Regions from separate parts of the Triticum aestivum genome. Here region 1 is linked to region 2. A link is a contact called in public Hi-C data. All regions are on one chromosome and are shown on one strand. Each heading gives the region's core, a stretch centred on a gene start, on an enhancer-like site or on the middle of the called end of the contact. The rest is flanking DNA. Distances are from core to core; before and after follow the strand shown.

What was found. Hi-C and Micro-C count contacts between places; a contact is called where the count stands out from the background.
Region 1: a contact with region 2 is called in a Hi-C map of leaf, with 2.9 times the contacts expected there. The contact joins the enhancer-like site here to the promoter of LOC123093731 in region 2. A contact is called at or near these places in 4 of 5 Hi-C or Micro-C datasets (leaf and root) and 1 of 1 datasets of contacts at active chromatin or transcription factors (leaf).

Annotation. Positions count from the first base shown.
Region 1 is chr4B:633,372,992-633,378,553 of IWGSC CS RefSeq v2.1, reverse strand. No RefSeq gene overlaps it. Among protein-coding and RNA genes, the nearest start is that of LOC123093732, 13 kb to the left of the region's middle. Within about 2 kb of position 1,858, at least 1 of the 8 cell types and tissues checked has an H3K27ac peak or open chromatin away from gene starts, as enhancers often do. A contact at or near this core is called in leaf, where this site is marked.
Region 2 is chr4B:633,265,299-633,270,215 of IWGSC CS RefSeq v2.1, reverse strand. It overlaps LOC123093731 (serine carboxypeptidase-like 10), which reads left to right and starts at 2,678. Exons shown (of 14, transcript XM_044515762.1): 1 at 2,678-2,825; 2 at 2,919-3,184; 3 at 3,273-3,489; 4 at 4,005-4,127; 5 at 4,231-4,333; 6 at 4,469-4,506. The coding sequence starts at 3,003. LOC123093730 (serine carboxypeptidase-like 1) reads left to right here. Exons shown (of 13, transcript XR_006445521.1): 12 at 1-36; 13 at 589-971.

The DNA.
Region 1 (5,562 bases), core at 609-3,108, 110 kb before region 2:
AATTCGAAATAAAAATGTTCCAGAAATCAACAGATGTTCATGACTTTGAAAAATGTTTGTGAATTATTCATAAATGTCAAGAAAATCATAAAATATTTAAGAATTTCAAAATAATTTCATCCATTGAAAAAATTACTGGTTTAAAAAATATTCATGATTTCGATACATGTTCATGCATTTCAAAAATCTTCGTAAAAATATATTTTTGAATTCTAAAAATTATTCTCAAATTTCAAATAAAGTTCATCGATTCAAACAAATGATCACAATTTTGGAAATATGTTTGCGAATTAGTAAGTATTATTTACAAATTTAGAAAATGTTCACAATTTCACAAGACGTTTATGAATTTCTTTTAAAAAGTGTGATTTTAAAAAAATAACATTCACAAACAATGTTCGCAAATTCTAAAAATGTTCATGGTTTCCAAAAATATTCACGAATTTTAAAGATGTTCGCAGAGTTTCAAAGAAAAAAATTGAATAAAAAAAGTAGAAAGAATAGGAAAATAAAAGGAGAAAGGAAAAGAAGAAAGAAAAGATATTTTAGGGCACTCACGCACGTGCTCCCGGGAGCCGAATTGAATTTCGGTTTACAATTTCCTACATCTATGAACCAAACATGTGATATAAGTTTACGACTGTGGTTTTCGGTCACCTGTTTTGATATGTATTCCTATCAAATTTCCATGTCCATTATATCCCCGTGTTTTCAGAATCCTACCCCTCAGGCAAGGAGCCAAGGACTTTGACACAGTTGTAATAATTTTTGGGCCCGGGAGCCGAATTGAATTTCCGGTTTACAACAGTGTTTTTCCTATCATCTACTCCCTCTGTTCCCAAATATAAGTCTTTTTAAAGATTCAACAAGTGACTATATACGAAGCAAAATTAATAAATCTGTATTTTAAAATATGTCTATATACATCCATATTTTATAGTCCATTTAAAATGTCTAAAAAGACTTACATTTAGAAACGGAGGAAGTATGAACCAAACATGTAATATAAGTTTGCAACTGTGGTTTTCTATCACCTGTTTTGACATGTCTTTTCTATCCCCGTGTTTTCAGAATCCTACTACCTGCCATGCAAGGACTTTGACACAGTTGTTATAATTATGTGCGATGGATCCACATCCACCTGTACGAAATAAAATTGTCTGTGAGAGGTTACATCCCGAACAAACGGTCTACATATAAATACGTAAAGAGGACCAGATGTCGATCACGTCCATAAGTTAACCCACGTACTCCCTTCGTTCCAAAATAGATGACCCAACTTTGTACTAACGATAGTATAAAGTTGGGTCATCTATTTTGGAACGGAAGGAGTAGTTCCTTGCACTGGATCGGAATTGGTCACAGTAGCTGCAAGCTAGCTCGAGGGGTCCTTCATTAATTATGCTTTGCTGGTGATGGGTAGATCAAGCCCCTAACTAATTCCCCTACAGATGGGATGGATCGAGAATGTCGTGGTACGATTCACTGCCGCACACTACTATGCCGTGGTCTCTGATGCTAGCTATACGAGCCCAGCACGCTAATGCAAATTAAATGAAGAGATCAGCACCAGTAGTAGGTGATTATCTGGAGGAGTATGTCAAGAAACAACGAGCTGGTTTTAAAATACGTGTTGTATTGTAGGTAATACTAGAACTCTAGAAGAGATACCTCTCGCAGTCTGCGCACTGTACGTACTCTAACTGAGATGGGCAAACCAGCAGCTCACGTCATACCCATCATGTTGAGCTTTACCGGCTTGGAAGCACGTGCCGGCCGGCCGGTGCGGGTGCTCCGTCGCTGTTGTTCCGTTGCGTTTGTGCGACGATCATGTAGCAAGTGGATCGATCGGTCGACAGACTACGACAGGAACGTGTGCACCGGCGGGTGGCGGACGATGAGCGATGGGCATGGGCGGTAGGGAGGTGGCAACCTCGTGTCCTCGTCTTTCCGGCCGTCGCCGTCCATCTTCTCCGTGAAAGCCACGGGTGCGTGGTCTGTCGATCCATCCTAGCAAGCAAGGAAGCGAACTAATCCGCTGACCCGATGAGGCCTCGAAAATAAGTCGGGTCGTTATGCTGTAGAGCTAGGCTAATGGCGGAGCGTTGGTGTTATCCGAGAACTGTCTAATTCACATCTAGATGTTTTTTTCAAAATGTCACATCTAAGCTTTCATAAAAATATAATGCAGCAACAAAAAGCAAAAAAAGAAAAACACAAACAAAATGAACATCAACTTAGATGTGACATAACTATGCCACATCTAAATGTATCCTAGACAGACCCATCCGGAAATGCCAAGTACTGTGGACATGTAGCTGTTACGACGGATTCAATGGCGTCTAAACAACGGGAGTCACCGTCGGGGTTCGGCACGGGGACGAATTGCTGATGTACTTTTTCCTTCCTCGTCAGGTCACCCATTGTACTTACGCTCGGTGGCCGGCCCAGTGCCAGGAGGAGGTCCTCCCATAACGGAAGGCTTGGTTTTCCTTGGCCAGTCATGGAGAGGTAGGCGTGCACCTAGAAAAGGCCTATGAACTCTGCTTGCACGCAATTTATGCTCATCCCAGAACTGCTCCTATGGATGTTTCTTCAGACTTGAAAAACTTTCTTAAGACTATTTGGAAACAAAAAAACTTGCTTCCTCGAGTTCAAACCTTTGCTTGGAGACTTCTTAGTAGGGCTCTGCCTACGGGGATGAGAGCGGGTCCTTTTTTTCTACGATATCTCTCAGAACTATTGTAGATGTGCTCAACAAGAAGATGGTTTTCATCTTTTCTTTCTTTGTGACTTTGCTAGAGCAGTTTGGTTCTCGGCCCCTTGGTTTCTTCGATCTGACATTCTTATTCAAGGACGCTTGACAATGCATTCCATTCTTATTCACCTTGTTACTATGGGTCAGCCGCATGCTTCTTTGCAGAATGTTCTCAATTTTTTGTGGTGTATTTGGAAAGCTAAAAATGATTTTCTGTTTGATCGCAAAACGCATCTTCCATATCAAGTCCAAATTGTTGCGGCTAATATGGATTATGGCTTTCAAGAGGAGCCTTTCCATTTCCCTAATAAGAAATCCTCTAATAATAATTAACATGCATGCTTCTCACGATCTTCCTATACAGGGCCGCACTCTCAAATCTGATTTATTGATCCTTGGTACTAAGATTTTTTCGGATGCAGCGCTTCGGTCGTAAAAAATTCCAGGTCTTACACATGGACAAGTGGGGACACGTGTCGGTGTCTATTTTTATATTCCTTCAAACCAAGGTGAGATCAATATTCAAGTCAAGCTTCGGCACCTTCTACTTCTACTCCTCTTCAAGCAGAAGCTGTAGCTCTTGCCTGTGCAGCTCAGTTGGCGGCCCGCCTTAATATTCATTGTCCCACGTTTTTGACAGACATTCTTTTGCTGGCCTCTGATGTTGCCTCTTGGAACATTTCTCATTCTACTTCCCATTGAAATATTAGAAAAGAATTGGCGACCTTTGTTAAATGTACCTCTAATCTAAATCCTTAGGTGTTTCACATTTCCTGGGACTTTAATGGAATTGTTCATAACCTTGCTCAGCAGGTCTTCCAATCTATTGGAGGACCCTTTTTGACTTGTTCTGCTCATTCTCATTCATCTTCTCCATGTCCAGTGGCAAATTCTTTTTATGGTTTTCAACTTGAAGGTATCTAGCTGCATACGGTGTATTTTTTCTAAATGCAAGCAAAATTCATGCAATGTTTTATCCCTTCTTTCTAATTTCCAAATTCCTGGTATTAAGATTCACACACTGCACTGTTAATTACTTGCTCTTCGCTTCTTGGTTGTCTATTTCTTCTCTGTTCAAGATACTTTGCTTCATTTGTTCTTGTAGTATTTCAGTTGCAGGGATGGACTTCTTCAGGTGCAAGGAGACTTATTCGTGAATCTGCAGGCTAAGCCAATGATTTTGGAGCTCGGCTGGACTACTATCTGTATGTTTGAAGTTCTCTTTCTTCTTCAGAACTTGATGCAAGCTATTGGAGTCCAATTTCACTCTGAAGCTGTTGGCCCAGTTGCTCTTCATGTTGTTTCCATGGTGTATCTGTGCTCTTTGAGTAGCAGAAGGGCAGTTCATGTCACCTTCTTCTTAAGGCTGCCTTCTTTTGGTTAGTCATGTGGTTCATCAGAAGGGATTCTGCTCCCTTCATGTCTTCTCTGACTTCTATTCAGCTCATCTTTCTCAGATTCTCCAGTCTAATTATCTCTTTCTTGCAAGCAGTTTCTGTAATCATGATGTACACTGAATTTGAGCTGAATATATTGGCGCCGGTTGGTACCTTTCTCTGTTAAAAAAAGGCCATAGGCGTGTATTTTCCTTTTTTTTTAGTGGGGAAGGGCCAACCCACCCGTTCGACCATAACAGAAGTGTGGTTGCGGAACAATACAGCCCATCCGCGGCTAGGAAATAACCGAAATTACTAGCTAAGGAGTAGTCGTTGCAAAGGTCACTCCACTTTTCCAGGTTGCAACAAGTGTCGCGTTCCATATGCGCCACTTGTCGCAACCTGGGAGTTTTCTCCTTTTTCATAGATTTGTTTATTCAAAATATTTTATCTCTTAAACCGTGCTTTCAAATCTCGAACCGTTTTCATCATTGGATTCCTCACATCGAGATCTTTAAAACTAGATCCCATGTTGATAGATTTTGATGAACTTTTCTTTCCAGGAAAAAACCGGACGAAAAAACCGAAACGGGAGCACGGGTTTTCCCCTTTCCGAAAGAGGCACCGTGCCTCTCGTGGAAGCAAAACCGTGCCTCCCTCAGAATAAAAAAAACAGAAAACACGTTTTTTTTCGTTTCCGAGAGGCACGGCCGTGCCTCTCGCGAAAGCACAACCATCCCTCTCTCGAAAGCAAAACCGTTCCTCTCGTGGAAGGAAAAAAAAATAGAAAATGCGTTTTTTTCGTTTCTGAGAGTCACGGCCGTGACTCTCGCAAAAGCAAAATCGTGCCTCTCGTGGAAGCAAAACCGTGACTCTCGCAAAAATATAAAACACATTTTTTCGTGCATTTTTTTTGGTTCCGAAAGTTAAGGAAAACCAGTGGAAAACTGAAACGTCAAAAAAACCATTTTAAAAGCCGAAAACGCGTGCGAAAAAATAAAAAAAGCAAAATCTGAAGGGAGCGCCCAGAGTGCAACATGTGGCGGGCGGCCGAGAGCGCGCCAAGAGACACTGATCGTTGTGAGCCTCCCGAAGGAGCGCTCGTTAACTAGTTGCTCTCTGAAATAATGTACAAATCAGTGGGTGTGCCTATATCTCGCTTACAGCGACATATACATACAGCTGCCAGAATGGGCCGCCTCAGGGCAAGGGAGGCATGCCTCAAAAGGGCTCGTCATTTTAAATTATTTGTTTCAGTTTTTTTGCTTTTGTTTATAGGAGTACAAATATTCTAAATATATAGGAGTATATTACAAAAAACACTTTACATTAGTATTTGAAAAATGTTAATCATGTATTTAAAAAATATTAAATGTATATAAAAAATATTATCGATATATGTACAATGTGTAGGGACAAAAGTAGACA
Region 2 (4,917 bases), core at 1,429-3,928:
ACTTACTCCAACAATCTGACATACGCAACCGTGAAGGTACGTGCGCCATTAACTGCTTTCAGGTTTAACTTGAGCTTAATTACCAAAGCTAGTTAGCATCCATAACAAGTACTCCCTCTTTAACTTGATATAAGACATATTTTGACACTATGATAGTATAAAGAAACGTCTTATACTCCCTCCGTTTCTTTTTAGTCTGCATATAAGATTTGGTCAAAGTCAAACTACACAAAGTTTGACCAAATTTATATAAAAATATATGAACATCTACAATACTAAAACTAATGGTGCATCTGATAATATTGATGTTATATTGTGAATGTTTATATTTTTTAATATAAAGTTAGTCAAACTCAACAAAGCTTGACTTTGACCAAACCTTATATGCGGACTAAAAAGAAACAGAGGGAGTATTAAGTTACAAAGGGAGTAATCTAGTACTTACTTTGTCCGGAATTAGCCGACGCTCAAACTTATGTATCTAGACGTATTTTAATGCTAGATAAATATGTTTGAGCGTCAACTAATTCCGGACGGAGTAAGTAAAAAATCAATTGTGATTTGGTTAATTTAAATATGTGCGTGTAGGGCGCTGGCCACACAGCCCCGGAGTACATGCCAAGGGAGTGCCTGGCTATGATCGATAGATGGCTTTCCGGTGAGCCTCTTTGAGCGATCAACTGATGATGTGGCAGTGCAGAAGATTGCTAGCAAGGTGTGCTGTATAAGTGACAAATAAGAGAATAGACATGTATGTGTTGTATTGCGGCTTTTGAGCCGTGAGCATTCATTGAGCTTACTTGAGCTTGTGGGCAGTGGCGAAGCCACGTTCCAGTAGTGTAGTCACTTGACCACACAACATTTTGGTGAAACTCTTAATTACAAGTAAAAATTATGCCGAAGATGGTAGAAAATTTGTAAATACACATGTATTTTACATTATAAGTTTAAATTGACATCACATACTTGAACTTCTGGCACCGCCACTGCTTGTGGGGGAGCCGGTGGAAATGAATAAATAAGCTCCCACAGGAAAAAGCTCTGTTTTTCTTTTGTCCTATTCATTTCAGATTATGAGATTTGGGTGGACGTTGAGCCTATGCAAAGGCCTGTAATATAATGGTGCCAACGTATGTATGATTTCTATGTACTAGTACAAGTCAAACAAAAAGGGTTTTCTCCACATACAAAAAGGAGTTACAGTTAAAAGCTCATCCATATGCTGTATACTCCTTGGTACTCCTAGTGAAGCTATCAAAGTCGCATCAAATATCGTCGGTAGCAGCCAAGTTGCGTGCACATGTTGGTTGGTGCTATGCTGGGTCGCTGTGGATGGATGGGGTCGATCGACATGAACGCCGTGTTAGAGCATCTACTACAATCATATATGACAAATATGGCCTCTTAAATATCCACGGACGCGTCCGGGCATGGACATGGGCAGTGACCGGGCACGCCTCAAATTTCATTTGTTGCTTCGGATATCTCATACTCGATTCTTATATGCATACAAAGACATGCGAAAAAAGTAGAACCTACGTACTATGTCGATCCTAGCTACTCCTCGTCGGAGATCATGGCGATCTCCGTGCCCGACTCCGGCAGCATGGGCGGCAGCTGCAGCTCCGGCTGTTGTACTCTGGCCTCCTCCGCCTCTATCTCCGCGTTGAATTCGGCAAAGAGCGTGTCGGACCCCGCCTGCTCCCGCCGGAGGAACCCCCGGTTGGCCTTCACATAGGTCTCATCCTGGATGGACTCCAGGATGGCCTGCTGCTCGGCCATCTCGTCGGACTAGATGACGGCGAACTCCGCATCCGACTGCTCCATGTTGAAGGCTGGCACCTGCTGGTCCGGCTCCTCCGCCTCCTCCACCTCTATCGAAGTCATCTCCTTCTCCTTCTCTTCCCCCGGTTGCTCCTCCTCCTCCTCCGGCTCCGGCTCCGGCGAGCCCGGAGGCAGGCCGGCAACGATGCGGGCGGCGCGCGGCTTGCCTTGCCCGGATCTCTTGCTGGATCTCGTAGCAGTGCTCCAGCGTCAGCATGGCGTAGTAGGTGATCTTGCTCCATACCATGGCGTGGTGCCGGAGCGTGGGCAGAGCGCCGAAGCAGGAGATGGAGGAGGTGGATGGGTTAGGGTTGCGGGACGCAGTCCGGCTTAAATACTCGGATTTGGTCTTGAACGGCAAGCCGGAGCGGCGCCACGCGGCGTTCACACTGCCCCGACGGATGCGGCGTCCGTCGGACCGCCGGATTTCCGGGCGTTTTCGCATGGGACCCCGCCGTCAGACCGATGTGGCGGGCATGCCCGGGCGCTTCATAACAGCCCCATATTTAGGCTGGATATGCGGGTGTCGATCAGCCGGACGTTTGAGGCACGTTTAAGATGGCCGTCTGGGTAAAAAAAAAAGACCGGACAGTGACAGGGACGGCCCGGGTGTATGCTCTTCCGGTACGTCGGCGTCGACGTCCAGTGTGTAGCGTACTACTGCAGCTGACCCATCTTAATTAACCCAACTACATATGCATCCACCGTGGTTATGACGACGTGACAGCACTGGACCGCTCGCCAGTGACTCAGCTGTGACGCTCACCATGTAGGGAGGGTAGCACAATCCTCAACGCCGCTTCTGCCTGCCTGAATTTAAGTGATGGCGCGGGCGTCCATTTGCATAAATCCCCGGTAACTCTGCCTGCCTGCCAGTGCCAGTAGGTGTAGCGCCACTGCACAACAGGGATATTTTCACTGTTTTGACCCGTCTGATTAAGTTTAGCATGATTTGAGGGGTACGCGACGACGATGATGCTGACCTGACCTGACTCGTACAGGTAGTGCATGCATGTTTTTCATGGTCTCTCTCATGTGTTGATTCACACACGAGGGTAGGTACGCTATTCAATTCGTCTCTCGTACGTGTGTAGTACTCCACTAGCAGATGGTCAGTCCCAACATCGATCCAAACAAATCAAGTCAGCTAGTGCAAAGCTTGCCACATAGCTAAGGCGATGGAGTCAAGCTTAGCTATGGCGACGACGCCGCCGCCCCACCGGCCGCCGCTTGTGCTCTTATCCCTGCTGCTGCTCCTCCTCCATCCCTTCTTCTCCGCCGCAGCGCCGTCTATCACCACCAAAGCCGTGCCGCGGCTGCCCGGTTTCAGCGGACCCCTGCCCTTCTCCCTCGAAACAGGGTGCGTATACTATACATGTGCTCTGCTCTCTGTCTTCTTCCTCCTCCCGCTCCTCGGATGATGATGATGCAACGTCCACGTGGTGCAGGTACGTGGGGCTGGACGACGGCGCCCAACTCTTCTACTACTTCATCCAGTCGGAGAACGACCCGGAGGAGGACCCCGTCCTTCTCTGGCTCACGGGCGGGCCCGGTTGCTCCGCCCTCTCAGGCCTCGCCTACGAGATCGGCCCTTTCAACTTTGACTTCCATGGCTACATGGGAGGCCTGCCTACTCTGCTCTACCAGCCATCGTCTTGGGCAAAGGTGAAACCTTTTTCTCTGTTTTGTTATGAATTTTATGTTGCGGGGTTAGTTGATGGGAATTTTTTTGTTTTTGCCAATTTTTCTTATGCCATTCCAGGTTTTCACATTTCACTTTTGCCATTCATAGCTTTTGACAATTATCACAATTGCCATTATGTGGCAAAAGCAAAATAGTTTTATTTCATTTTTGCCACTCTTAGCTTTTGATAATTATCACAACTGTCATTCTGAAAATTTTGCTCTTGCCACGGGAATGGCAATTGTGATAATTGTCAAAAACTAAGAGTGATAAATGTGAAATGTCAAAATCTGGAGTGGCATATAGAAAATTGGCGGAATCTAGAGTGGCAAAAATCAAATTTTCCCTTTGATACAACAAAATTAAGAACCCCTCCTTCCGGCGGAGAAATTGTAGTGTGTAGTTGCGTAAAAAATATGCTCCCTCCATACCACAATGTAAGACTTCTTTTTTGCAAGCTATGTATTGTAATGTGTTGCTTCCGTATATATTGTAGGTTAGCAACATCATCTTCGTGGATTCTCCGGTAGGAACAGGCTTCTCATATGCGACCGGAGACAAGAGAACCATACAAAGTGACACAATTGTTGTTCAGCAGCTGCACATTTTCCTTGAAACGGTTGGTTACACTCTCCACCTGCTCTAATCTATATGCTTTTTCGACTAGAATGTACAAGTTAACATATCGGTACAATTTTCCAATTGTTTCCTTGTCTTCACAGTGGTTTGATGAACATCCGCAGTTCTTGCCAAATCCACTCTATATTTCAGGTGATTCATATAGCGGCTTAATCATACCTTCTCTTGCTATGAAAATTGCTAAAGGTAATTGATCAATTCCTTCACACTCTCCATCTCTATCAACACCGATTATTCTCCTTAATAGTTTATTCAAAGCCTGTGGATTTCTTTTGTGAGCATGAAGTGCGTCTTTTAACCTACATGACGCTTTCATTCTAGGGATAGAACTCGGCAATGAGCGACTCATTAATCTCAAGGTATTACTTTAATGACTTCTCTTGCAACATATTATTTTCAAGTTTCATATTTGTGTTCTTGTGATGTTTACCACTCTCTTTCCAAGACCTTTAAGATCATCTCTAGTGGTGGATCGACTCAAATCAAAAAGTAGGAACTTGGAATGGTTAATTATTTTGCTCCAGTGTAAGAACAAGCTCCAACAACTAAACATGGAGATCATATGGAATAGAAAATAAAATGTGCTCCTCCATGGTCCCTATCCCTTTGCACGGATGAAACACAAGGCGCTCTGGTGTGTCGTTTTTCTCCTCTGAACATTTAGCATTGGTAGCTGCAATTTGTGTAATCGGTTTGAAGGAGTTTTAAATTCGCTTTTGGTCAACACTAGAGATGGTCTAAGATCTACTTCTAGAGTTTCATGTCTACAC